Regions from separate parts of the Ovis aries genome. Here region 1 is linked to region 2. Evidence: chromatin contacts called from public Hi-C data. All regions are on one chromosome and are shown on one strand. Each heading gives the region's core, a stretch centred on a gene start, on an enhancer-like site or on the middle of the called end of the contact. The rest is flanking DNA. Distances are from core to core; before and after follow the strand shown. Region 1 overlaps WDFY2 (WD repeat and FYVE domain containing 2). Region 2 overlaps INTS6 (integrator complex subunit 6).

Region 1 (6,514 bases), core at 2,897-5,396, 190 kb after region 2:
CCTGTATTTAATTCACCACCCTTTCAGGTTAGTGAGTTAGAGGACTAAGAACAGTTTGGTAGGGTATTGGACAGATGGGCCAGTGAAACGGATGGGGGTCAGATGGTAGAAGACCTGTTAGACCATAGAACCAGACTTGATCCCCACATCTTTGAAGGTTGTGACATAATTGGGTTTGCATTTTAGAAAGTTGACTTCCATGCCCAGTTGAAGGGATTAGAGAAAGGGGAAACAGGAGGAGACCAGGGAGGGGTTTCTCGAGGGTATCAGTGCAAGTGCGACCAAGCCGATATTATAGATAGTATAGAGACAATGGGTGTTAGTTACATTAAGGGAGGTAGGATTGACAGGGTTTAGCAGTGTATTGGATTTAAGAGCAGTGTAGACAGCAGAGAGAAGACTTTAGTTCCACTAAGGAAAATTGGCAGTAATTAGCAGCCGACTGGATGGAAGAGGTAACTTTACATAATTTAAATTATTCCCTGACTTTAAATTTTGGCCAGTTTAGTATAACTAAGTAAGTGCAAGTCAGCTCAGTTCTCCAAACTCTTATATGGATTGATTTAAATGACTCTAGTGTAGAGTGATTGAGCATCTGTGCAGTGTAGTCCCTCAAAGACAAAGAGAAACTCATTAAAATGAGATCAGAGAGTTAATCCATCTTCACACTTAAGTACTCATTCATGAAAAGCTGTGTGAGTCAGAAAATGCTGATTTCATTCATTTTATTACAGATATAAGTCCTTGGGAGAATGCTGCCTAGTAAAAATACTGGGTTCTGCTAACCTTTTCAGACTTTTATTTTTGCAGGGATTAATTTTACATAGCATGCTTGCTTTACATAATGGCTTTTGGTGGAAGGTCTATATGTTATGTTAGCCTTAGTTCAAGATTCTTATGAATTTCAGTATCTTTTTGCAAATTAATGAATTCTTAAAAAAATTTTAGAAAAGAATTTCATTTCAGCTGTTATTTAACCTGACTTCTCTCCCACAAAAGCAAAACTGAGGGTTGACTGGTAAATAGAAGGTTCTGGTTTTATGGCTTGCTCTCTTTATTTCATTAGTTTCCATGTAAGCTTTTCTACTGACATGGCTTAAATCCAGCATGTTTTCCAAGGGCAGCCAAGCAATAGTGAATTACTTCCGGTAATAGATGTTTCTTCAACCAACATATACAGAAATTTTGCTGTTTTAGGTTCATCTACACCTTTTTACACCATATACTTTGATACATCAAGGAAATTCTGCAGAAGCTTATGGGGAAGGTTTATAATATGAAAGGAAAGTTAATGTGATTTTGATTTATGGGATTTATTAACATTCATGAGTATACATTATGTATCTCAAAAGCCCACAGGAAGAAAGGTTGATTATAGGAAGAGAGGATATCTGTATACTTTGGTTTTTCAAGAGAGCATGAGAATTTTTAACCATCCATGCTAAATCATCACTTTACATCAAGCAGAATTGTAGAGGGCAGTAGCTACTGTTGTATGTTTATTTGACCTGACAGAGTAAAGATGTAGTATCATTGTCTTTTTGATTTTCCTGTTTTATCCCTCCTTTGTACTGCTACAAAGCATGTCAGATGCATTTAAAATTTGTGAGAAGTATGAGTAGCCTTAGTTACTTTATAAAATAGCCTGGATTGTAAGGGCTTTTATGATTCCATCCAGAAACTGACTACTTGTTTCTTTGTCATAATGGATAGCAGATGGATGTTTGAAATAATGTAGATTATTTAATGTGGAATCTGAATTCGTTTGTGCCATTTAGTGTTTTCCAGTAGTGGGGAGAATTTAATCACTTAATGAAATATACTTAAGCACTGCAGAAAACAGACATTTTACCCACTCTACTAACTTCAAAGCAGTCCATATGCTATTACTGTCTCCTTTATCATTGACATATGCTACTGTGATTTATATATTGAGAATATTTAATATGAGAATTCTGAAAAATTTTTCTAGAAGGATTATTCTGAGATATTGTACCAATGTCTTCTGGGTATATACATTTAAATAATTCGCCCCAACCGTTTATACCTATTCAGGCATAGCTTTTCAAAGCTGTTCATTCATTTTAGAGATCCACAAATTGTTATCTATTCTCTAGAAATAAAAAGTGTTTCATTTGCACATGATTTATTGATACCTACAAGTGATATCAAACCAACACGGACTGCCAAGTGCATGACGAAAGTGTTCAGTACTGCTTGAGTTAATATGCACTACTGTTTCTCTAGTCATAATCTCTCTGTATTCCCAGAGGAGGTCATGCCTTTCTGTTACATACAGTTATATACAGTTGTTATGAGTCAAGGCCTCAAGATTGTTAATAATTTATTGTGGACAGTTTCAAACATATACAACGCATGAAAATGACAATGTACCCATCACCCAGCTGCAATATTCAGTCTTTTTTTTTTTTTGGTAACTCACGTATTTTATTTATTCTTAAAAGTGTTATTGGAGTCTAGTTGAATGATCAGTCTTTTGCCAGGCTTGTCTTGTGTATCTCCACCTTCCGTCCTTTGTTGGGTAGGGATGCTGGAATTCACTTTAAATGAATTCTGGACTAATGTCTTGCTTCCCGTGTTAATGCCATAAATGATAAGTCGTTTTGCATTCCACAACACGATTATCATACAGAGTTTAATAATTTCTTCAAATCCCATGGACGGAGGAGCCTGGTATGCAGTCCATGGGGTCGCACAGAGTCGGACATGACTGAAGCGACTTAGCGGCAGCAGCAGCAATATTATTTAATATGTTCATTTAATATGTTCAAATTTCCCTAATTGAATATATATATTTTTTTTTACGGTTGATTTATTCAAAGCAGTATCCAAACAAGGCTCACACACTGAGTTTAAGTATTTTTAAAATGTAATATATATATATATTTGATCCCAGCACGCCCCATGTGGGATCTTAGTTCCCCGACTAGGGATCGAGCCCATTTCCCCTGTGTTGGAAGCGCAAGATGGCCAGGGGAGCCCCAGGACAACAGAGTTTTGATGTGATTTTTTCCCACCGTCTTCCTCTGTAACTTTCATCAATTCTTTAATTCCTGTAGATTCCTAGCACCTTCACACAGTCACTGGGAATGATTGTGTTTTTGCTTCATTCATCCTAGGGTGTTTCGTAAAGGATAAAGAGAATTAGAAAAAGGCAGACAAAACGGATGGACTTTATGTTTTCTGCCGTACTCTATTTAATTCATTAGTGGAAATTACTTCCCAAAGCCAAGTTCTGCTCAACTTGTGTCCGTCTTTTTCAAGGATAATTTCCAGTCACCGTTGAATTATAATAAATTGTATTGAAAAATGTATAGGGATGGTCAGAAAGCTCATTCTGGTTTTTCTGTAAAACAGTATGCAATTTTAGTTTTTTTTTTTCTTTTTGGTCTAAAGTTCTAGGGTATCAGGAAAATAGTAGGAGAATAGCTGAGTTACAGTCACCATCATGATCTGATCAGTTCAGCTAGGAAAGGAAATAACTTAAGATCTCCAGGATTCAAAAGGAACTTTTAAGGTTAAAAACTTTAAAACTCCCCTATTAGAGTTTTGGGGCCTGGGTTCCTGGCCGGAGAACTAAGATTGCACAAGCCACTGTGGTACAGCCAAAAACGAAAGAACAAAATACTGGCTAGTGGCATCTCCCACCATCTGCCTTCATCATCAGCATGCCTCTCCGGGCTGGAAATGTTGGCGTCACCTTTGACTCTTTCTCCTTCCCTTGTTGATTCCTCCTTAGTCACGTATCTAGGATTTGATTCTTCCTCTTTATTGCCCTTATTCCCCTGACACCACTGTGTTTTAACATGTAGATCCCCATAGCAGGCTCTCACTGGTCTTCCAGCCTTTAATTTTTCTCCTGTCTAACCCAGGCTGCTCACTGCCAAAGCAGTCTTTTGAAAAACACCCCCTGTCATTATCTACCTTTAGATAACTTTAGGTAACTAGGTAACTTCTCCTGGTTACTCCTGGTTCAGAAACTCTGCTTGGTTACTTTTTTCATAGGCTATCAAGACTAATTCTTCCAAACCCTGAGTTTCAGTTGAATCCTGGAAGGGTACCCTTCTGCCCTTCCCTGCTGGAGTGAGCAAGTGTATCCCTTTTACGCATTCTTGGCCCAGACGCCCTCTGCAGACCTGTTCTAAGTAAAGCCAGTCTGTCCGCAGATGATCTAATTGCTGTGACGCCGGCCACTCTATGAAGACTACAGTTTCTGAGAGAGTCTTTCTGCTGTGTTTCTCTTTTTAAAGCTTAAAAAAATTGTTTTCTTTGTTAATTGTGGAAAATATTAATAGACAACCATTTGTCTATTTAGCACATAAGTATACAATTCAGGGGCATTGGGTGTGTTCACATGTTGTGCGGCCATCATTACTATCCCTTTCCCAAATGGAAATTCCATTCCTGTTGAGCAGTAACTCCCCACCCTCCCCTCCCCCAGCTCTGATGTATTTTGTTTGTTTGTGAAAATTTAAAATTATTTTTATTTATTGGGCTGCACGGGGAGTCTCTGTCTTCACTGTGGCACGCAGGGTCTTCAGTTGCAGCATGTGGGATCGAACCCAGGCCCCCTGCACTGGGACTCTTAGCCTCTGGACCACCAGGGAAGTCCCTCTGTGGTGTCTTTCAGGTGTAAAATTCTTGGCCATTTTACTACCTTGAAAGGGAGCAGTTCATCTTTCTACAGATTCAGAAGGGCGGCAGCCAGGGGCATCCTGTGTGAGTCACTGCTCTTTCAGTCATTAAGTCCCTGTTGAGCGATTGTCACGTGTTGGCTGCAGGAAGAGAGTGGTGAGTGGTATGACAAAGACCACGCCTTCCCACTTCGTGCACAGTCAAGAACTATATCTAATTCCATATTGTTCCTCTAGTGATTCCATCACATGCCTCCTGATGAGTGATATTGACGAACACTGTCGTACTGTTGACTTGCTCAAACCAGCTGCTCAAGGCTTGTCCTCATGACTCTCTGTCCTATGAGGGGCTGTGACTTAGGAGCAGATGGGGTCTCTGATGCTAACTAACATCCAGAAACTGTCCAGCCTCTGAGCTCTGGGACATTCCTGGTACTTCCCTGTGGGCTGTTCTTCACCATCGCACTGGGAATGTGTTCATTTTTTTCTCTTTTCTTTTTTTCTTTAATGTATCTTTATGACCTTTTCTAAGCATCCCTCTTATGCTAAGTACTGTATGTATTCAAAATTAAAGTACTGTAGGTATTAAGAAAATCAAAGATAAAAATATTTAAAGATAAACATTTTGAAGTCTTTAAGAAATTACTTGTCCAGTGGGGCAAAGGACCAGCATTGCTCACTGGCATTGATGGCTAATGTAACTGTCCTTACATTGGCAAGATACGGTGTGATCCTGAAGCTTAATTTTGCCTAGGAGTCCCAGAGGCTTGTAGGGGAGTTATGCTCACATGGGAGAGCAGATAGCCAGGTAACAGTTGTTATGGGGAAGGAGTTTTGAGAATGGTAAAACCCACAACTGTGCCAGGGCAGGAAGTCTGTGCTTAAACATTAGCCACTGAGTTAAATTACCAAGAAAACAAAATATGCAAAACAAGTCTCCACTGCAAGTAAACTATTTGCAGGCACAGAATAGGGTTTATCAGTAATAAAAGGACTCAGAATTAGGGGCTTGTTTCTCTCAAGACTCTTACTACTGATTGATAAAGATAACAATTACCTGTATTTCATGTGTGTTTATAATCTCTCCTCTGACATCTGGGTTTGTTTAATCTCATTTGGAGATTTCATTTTATAGATTTTTAAGAAACAATGACAGGAGATCTAGGAGATATGGGTTTGATCCCTGGGTGGGAAAGATCCCCTGGAGAAGGAAATGGCAACCCTCTCCAGTATTCTTGCCTGAAAAACCCCATGGACAGAGGAGCCTGGTGGGCTACAGTTCAAGGGGTGGCAAAGAGTCACACACACTCACACAAAAACCAATGAAGATATTGCCATTTGGTCGTGACTTTTAAAACTCTAAATGTAAAGGCTTTGGTGACCTTTGGTTGAAGAGAAATTATCCAGCTGGTTAAAATGCCCTGGGGGGAATGGCTGCGGTTAGCACCCCTTGATGAAACACGAGGCTGTAAATGATTGGAATGACTGTTTTTGTTTTTAAAGCAGGAGTTCCTTTCAAAGCTCAAGGTGTTGAACTATAAAACAGCCACATCTCTTCTCCAGCTGCTGATTGCTAGGTTCCTACAGCCGTGGGAAAAGAAGTCCAAGTGTCTGTGGTTCAGCAGAGTTGTTTAGGTCTGATGTAGTGAGCTGGTTAATACTTGGAACTGAGCTGCCTGGCACTGTGGTCTAGAATCTGGAGAGCTCCCAGCTTGAGCCCCTGACTCTGAAATCCCCCAGCCGCCTTCATTCAGTCCACACAGCAGCCTCTGTCTATCCTGGGAAAAACCCTCCATACAGAAATACACAGTGTTTTGTAGAAGATTTGATTTAGTTTCTTTACTCCGTGTGATCTGAAT
Region 2 (5,919 bases), core at 2,451-4,950:
AGACAGAAAACTATATAGTCCTTTAGATAAAAACTCCTAAGCCAAATAACCAATAGTATGAAACATGAACTAATATTCCCCTCTTTTCCCCTGTCCTCCCCATCTCGGTCTCAGGATCTAGGCGTCCTCTTCAACAGAGCACACGGTATGTAGCAACTAGACTACACTCAGTACCGAGGTTACATCACAGCTATCCAATAACAGATTCTAAGTTATACCAAACACAGTAAAGAATGTATTCATAGAAGACCTATTCCATACCCTTCAGACACCCAATTCCCAAGTTTAACAATTCTAAAGGTCAAGAGTCAATTTTTAAACAAAACATTGCTAGTGAAAGTCGCTCAGTCGTGTCCAACTCTTTGCAACCCCCATGGACTATAGAATCCATGGAATTCTCTAGGCCAGAATACTGGAGTGGGTAGCCTTTCCCTTCTCCAGGGGATCTTCCCAACCCAAGGACTGAACCCAGGTCTCCCGCATTGCAGGCAGAGTCTTTACCAGCTGAGCCACATGGGAAGCCACATGTATTGTTAGACATGTGCATGAAAAACAGTTTTATCTTGCTTTGTTAAAGTGGTTTATTTTCACTTTTTTTTTTTTTTTGTAGTTTAAAAACGTGTCTATTTGTAGTCTTAGTTATGTTCTGAAACTATGGCTTCCAAACCAGACTGTGCATGAGAATCAACGTGGACACACTGAAAAAAGTACAGATTCCCAGGTCACTACCCAGATCAATGGAACCAAAATTTCCAAAACTAGAGCTGAGGTATGTACAGGTTATAAAACACTCAGGTGGTTTTGATGCAGCCATTTGAAAACTACTTTTCTAAGTATCAGTCATTTATATATGGAAGAGCTAGAATCAGAAGAATAGAAACGTCTGCAAATGAAACTTTCCTTACATGTGTGGGGCTGTTTTTGCTTATTGGTTCTGACAGGCTAACAAATGCAGGGTAAAGTTGCCTCACACTCTGAATAAAAACTATTTTGGTATAGCTTAATACAGAATTCTAGATAATACATTAGTAGTTGCAGCCATACAACTTCACTAAAGAGTGATCAGCCAGCATTTCTTTTTAATTATTCTATCATAGTGTTGTCTAGAGGCAATCCTTAGAGTTTTTCTTTGCTGATTTCAAATTCAAATCTGTAAGAGTCTGACTCTGAAAAAGATATATTTTAAGAGTATTGCAAATGTGAATTATTGAAAATTCATTACAGTATTAAAATATATCATCAACCTTTTTAACTGTGCATTTTTATAATAACATATTTTCAAGTATTAATAATTGTCGATATATATATATACATTTCTATAGCATACCAGAAGTTAAGGGGTTGAGAGAACAGGGCCAAAAATATGCGTACAAAAGAAAATGTGAATGATCTACATCCAACAAATTCTTATTAAATGTTCCTGGAAAGTTGAATTAATAGAGACTAACAATTGCACTCATCTCACACGCTAGTAAAGTAATGCTCAAAATTCTCCAAGCCAGGCTTCAGCAATATGTGAACCATGAACTTCCAGATGTTCAAGCTAGTTTTAGAATAGGCAGAGGAATCACAGATCAAATTGCCAACATCCGCTGGATCATCGAAAAAGCAAGAGAGTTCCAGAAAAATATCTACTTCTGCTTTATTGACTATGCCAAAGCCTTTGACTGTGTGGATCACAATAAACTGTGGAAAATTCTGAAAGAGATGGGAATCCCAGACCACCTGACCTGCCTCTTGAGAAACTTATATGCAAGTCAGGAAGCAACAGTTAGAACTGGACATGGAACAACAGACTGGTTCCAAATAGGAAAAGGAGTACGTCCAGGCTGTATATTGTTACCTTGCTTATTTAACTTCTATGCAGAGTACATCACGAGAAATGCTGGGCTGGAAGAAACACAAGCTGGAATCAAGATTGCCGGGAGAAATATCAATAACCTCAGATATGCAGATGACACCACCCTTATGGCAGAAAGTGAAGAGGAACTAAAAAGCCTCTTGATGAAAGTAAAAGTGGAAAGTGAAAATGTTGGCTTAAAGCTCAACATTCAGAAAACGAAGATCATGGCATCTGGTCCCATCACTTTATGGGAAATAGATGGGGGAAACAGTGGAAACAGTGTCAGACTTTATTTTGGGGGGCTCCAAAATCACTGCAGATGGTGACTGCAGCCATGAAATTAAAAGACGCTTACTCCTTGGAAGAAACGTTATCATCAACCTAGATAGCATACTGAAAAGCAGAGACATTACTTTGCCAACAAAGGTCCGTCTAGTCAAGGCTATGGTTTCTCCAGTGGTCATGTATGGATGTGAGAGTTGGACTGTGAAGAAAACTAAGCGCCAAAGAACTGATGCTTTTGAACTGTGGTGTTGGAGAAGACTCTTGAGAGTCCCTTGGACTGCAAGGAGATCCAACCAGTCCACTCTAAAGGAGATCAGCCCTGGGATTTCTTTGGAAGGAATGATGCTAAAGCTGAAACTCCAATACTTTGGCCACCTCATGTGAAGACTTGACTCATTGGGAAAGACTCTGATGCTGGGAGGGATTGGGGGCAGGAGGAGAAGGGGACGACAGAGGATGAGATGGCTCGATGGCCTCACTGACTCGATGGACGTGAGTCTGAGTGAACTCCGGGAGTTGGTGATGGACAGGGAGGCCTGGCGTGCTGTGATTCATGGGGTCGCAAAGAGTCGGACATGACTGAGACACTGAAATGAACTGAACATATTTGGTCATGTTATACATATGTTCAGAACATCTGAATCAGTAAGACAGGAGCTAATCTTGATAATGAAAACTCAGAAACGCATTTATACACAGATCTGTTTAATACATTCTACCATACTACAATAACATCCCTTCAAGATTCCTTAGAAGTCTTTTTGAAAAAGAAAAAAATAAAAATAAAAGTGTCACAAACTCTAAGTGTACTGAGAAACAACTATTTAAAATATGTGTCTAAAAATCTTTGCATGATTAAAATAGTTTCAACAGCTTCTGGCACATATTTGGTAACTTTAGTGAAACAAAAGTACTTTATGGGGGCATGGGGGATGGAGATGTGGTTTCTGATTTCAGACAGTAGAAACATTTTAAAATTCTGGATTGTCTTTTAAACATTACACAACATGAAGAGTTAAATGCAAACTGCAATTATAGATCCTAATTATAGATTATCCTTATAAAAGGTAAATTCATTCTGTATTACCCAGAATGATCCAGAAAAATCACTAGTACCAGTCCACATCTCAAAGACTGATGGGACTTCTGCAGCAACTTTTGAGAACTGAAAAAATGAAAGATAAGATCACAAAGGACAACCACTTTAATACACAGTTGAGCTTACTCAGACATTTCTCTTTCTACAAACAAGTACTCTTTCAAGAAGTTATAAAAGTAGCTGTCCTAGTTTGTCTTTAAAAGATGGAAAACTCACAAGAAGGCAAAACTTTTTATGTCAAAAGCCAATAGGTTGTTTTGACTGCAAATATCTTCTCTAGAACGTTAGCCTCTAGGGTAATCACAACATTGATAAAGAGATGCAAAGAGTCTTCAGCAAATCTCAATATCTGAAAGGTAACACTACTATTAGCACTTTCAAGGAAGAGAAAAATAACTGCTACATGATCCTGGAATGTCATTCATCACCAAGAAGGGACTGGCAGGATTTCTTCTGGCTACTTTATTGAGCAATATAGTTAACCACGTGTTCCTGGAATCATAGCACAGAAGACTTTTCCATTGCAAAAGAGTATTAAAGATGTTCTCAAGCAATAAAAGCCAGAAAATTTTTTTCAGTAACTCTAATTATAATTTGGTGAATCTACCAAAACATCTGATACATTAGTAACATAACATGATGAATGATACTAGAAGTATTTGACCACAAGTATGCTTATCAACACCAAAGATGACTATGGCAATAAGAAATACACAGATTTCTCATGTATCAGAATTCAAGGTCCCATCTAACTCCTACCTCATAAATGAAAACACTGCAAAAAAAAATTATCAAATAACTACATTTAAAAAGAAAAAAAGTCAAAAGATACACACATATTCTTCTACCAAAAGCCATCATCAAAATTTCTACAGTTATCCAAAAACACTACACTAGAAACACACTCATGAACAACTCAAGACAATGGCCTGGATTTTCATTAAATAAGGCCAAAAAAGATAATTAAAATCATAAATTAAAGTAAAATGATGTTACACAGCTCAGAAGTTTCGTCCATAACACATGCTGTTTCTCTTCTAACTCCTAACACACTGCTAAATGATGACCTGTCATAGAGGAAATAGTATCCCTCTTATTATTTTTACAAACAAGTTATAAGTAATTACATCATTCTGGCCTGTACAAATTTAGCCAGGTCAGGAGGCAATATGGCACCAAGTTTTTCCATGAACTGTTTTCTAGGCTCAAAACAACTTTGTACCAAGTTCCTCTATAACTTTCACAGACATAATCTATGAGCCACATCCTATAGGGAATCACAAGATCCTTGAATTTAATCAAAATTAAAATGACTATAAAAATTTACATTGTACAGGATTTGATACATGCACAGGATAGGTAATATTAACCCTCCTCTCGTCCTTTAGTGCTTCCATACACCTAGTATGTATCTCTATTCTATCATTCATAAAACCATTTAACAGACAATCCTCCCCCTTAAGACTGTGAACTTAAGAACCAGAAACCCACCCTATTCATCTTTGTTATCTTCACTACCTAGAAATGCCCTGGTCATAATGGTCATTCAAGGAACACTTAGAGAACAGGAACATAATACCCAGGTCACAAATGTACAGAGAGGGGAAGCAGACAACAGTAAATCAGGTAAGTAGAACGCAAATTTCAAGAACATACAGGAACCGATGTAAAGAGAAAGACAGCAGATAGCATCAGGGGAAAAGCACTGGGTCTGGAGAGGGTTGGGATGTCTCTGGAATTTAGATCAATTCTAATCCAGAGTTTGGCAATAATAAATGTTATAACTTTGAGCAAATAACTTTGCCTCCCCAGATCTCAATTTCCTCATTTGTAAAATAAAAAGTAAAACGCCATAAGGATGATTTCAAAGCAGCAGGAACACTTATTACTGGAAAATAGCACTAGCAGAACAGACCAAATACAGTATGTGAGATAACAGAACTTTGAGCAAAGGGCATTGTATGGGTGGGATGTACAACTCTATAAACAGTAACAGGTCACATCAACAGCAGTAACAGCTACTCAAGAATTGTACACACATATCTAATGTGGAAATTATCAATACTCACTCATTCAATTAATCTTTAAAAAGAATCAAGTTTTGCCAAAGGTAAAAGAGGACTGAAGAAAAAGAGGCAAAGGCAACATTCTGCTTGTTATTTCCTAGTAAAAATTACAATACAGATCATATAAACACACACACACACTCACAAAAAAAATGAACAAACTGAAAAGCATCTTTATACCTTTTATAAATTGATAATTGTCCTCAAAATGAATCTTATTATTTAATTATTTGGACTAGAAGAGACAAGTATTTCGCATCTCAGCAAAAAATTAACCTTCCACAAAAAACACATACAGGATACATTCTCTGGCCCTCAAAGTGAGTCTTGTTGGAATATTAAGAACCCAACATGCAGATGACCAAAGAAACTCCTAAACTTGAAACCCAAAACAACTCATAGACCTATGCTCCAACAGCATATCCAAAATAAATCTTTGCCTCATAACAAATGAATTGTCTATCTCAGATAAGAAGTTGTGATCAATTTTGATTTTGAGTATCAGACTCAGCATAGCAGTATCTATATCTTTTTAATACTTTTTAAATGTAAGCCTTGTTCTCAGTACTATGCTAACTATGGTAGAAGATACAACAGCACTAAAAGGTAAGATCCTGGCCCACAGG

What was found. Hi-C and Micro-C count contacts between places; a contact is called where the count stands out from the background.
Region 1: a Hi-C map of tail adipose tissue shows a contact between it and region 2, with 4 times the contacts expected there. The contact joins two enhancer-like sites. A contact is called at or near these places in 2 of 16 Hi-C or Micro-C datasets (blood and tail adipose tissue).

Annotation. Positions count from the first base shown.
Region 1 is chr10:21,388,440-21,394,953 of ARS-UI_Ramb_v3.0, forward strand. The region is part of intron 1 of WDFY2 (WD repeat and FYVE domain containing 2); the gene reads left to right. Among named protein-coding and RNA genes, the nearest start is that of WDFY2, 57 kb to the left of the region's middle. Within about 2 kb of position 4,147, at least 19 of the 54 cell types and tissues checked have an H3K27ac peak or open chromatin away from gene starts, as enhancers often do. A contact at or near this core is called in tail adipose tissue, where this site is marked.
Region 2 is chr10:21,199,826-21,205,744 of ARS-UI_Ramb_v3.0, forward strand. All of the region lies in intron 4 of INTS6 (integrator complex subunit 6), which reads right to left. Among named protein-coding and RNA genes, the nearest start is that of INTS6, 26 kb to the right of the region's middle. Within about 2 kb of position 3,701, at least 5 of the 54 cell types and tissues checked have an H3K27ac peak or open chromatin away from gene starts, as enhancers often do. A contact at or near this core is called in tail adipose tissue, where this site is marked.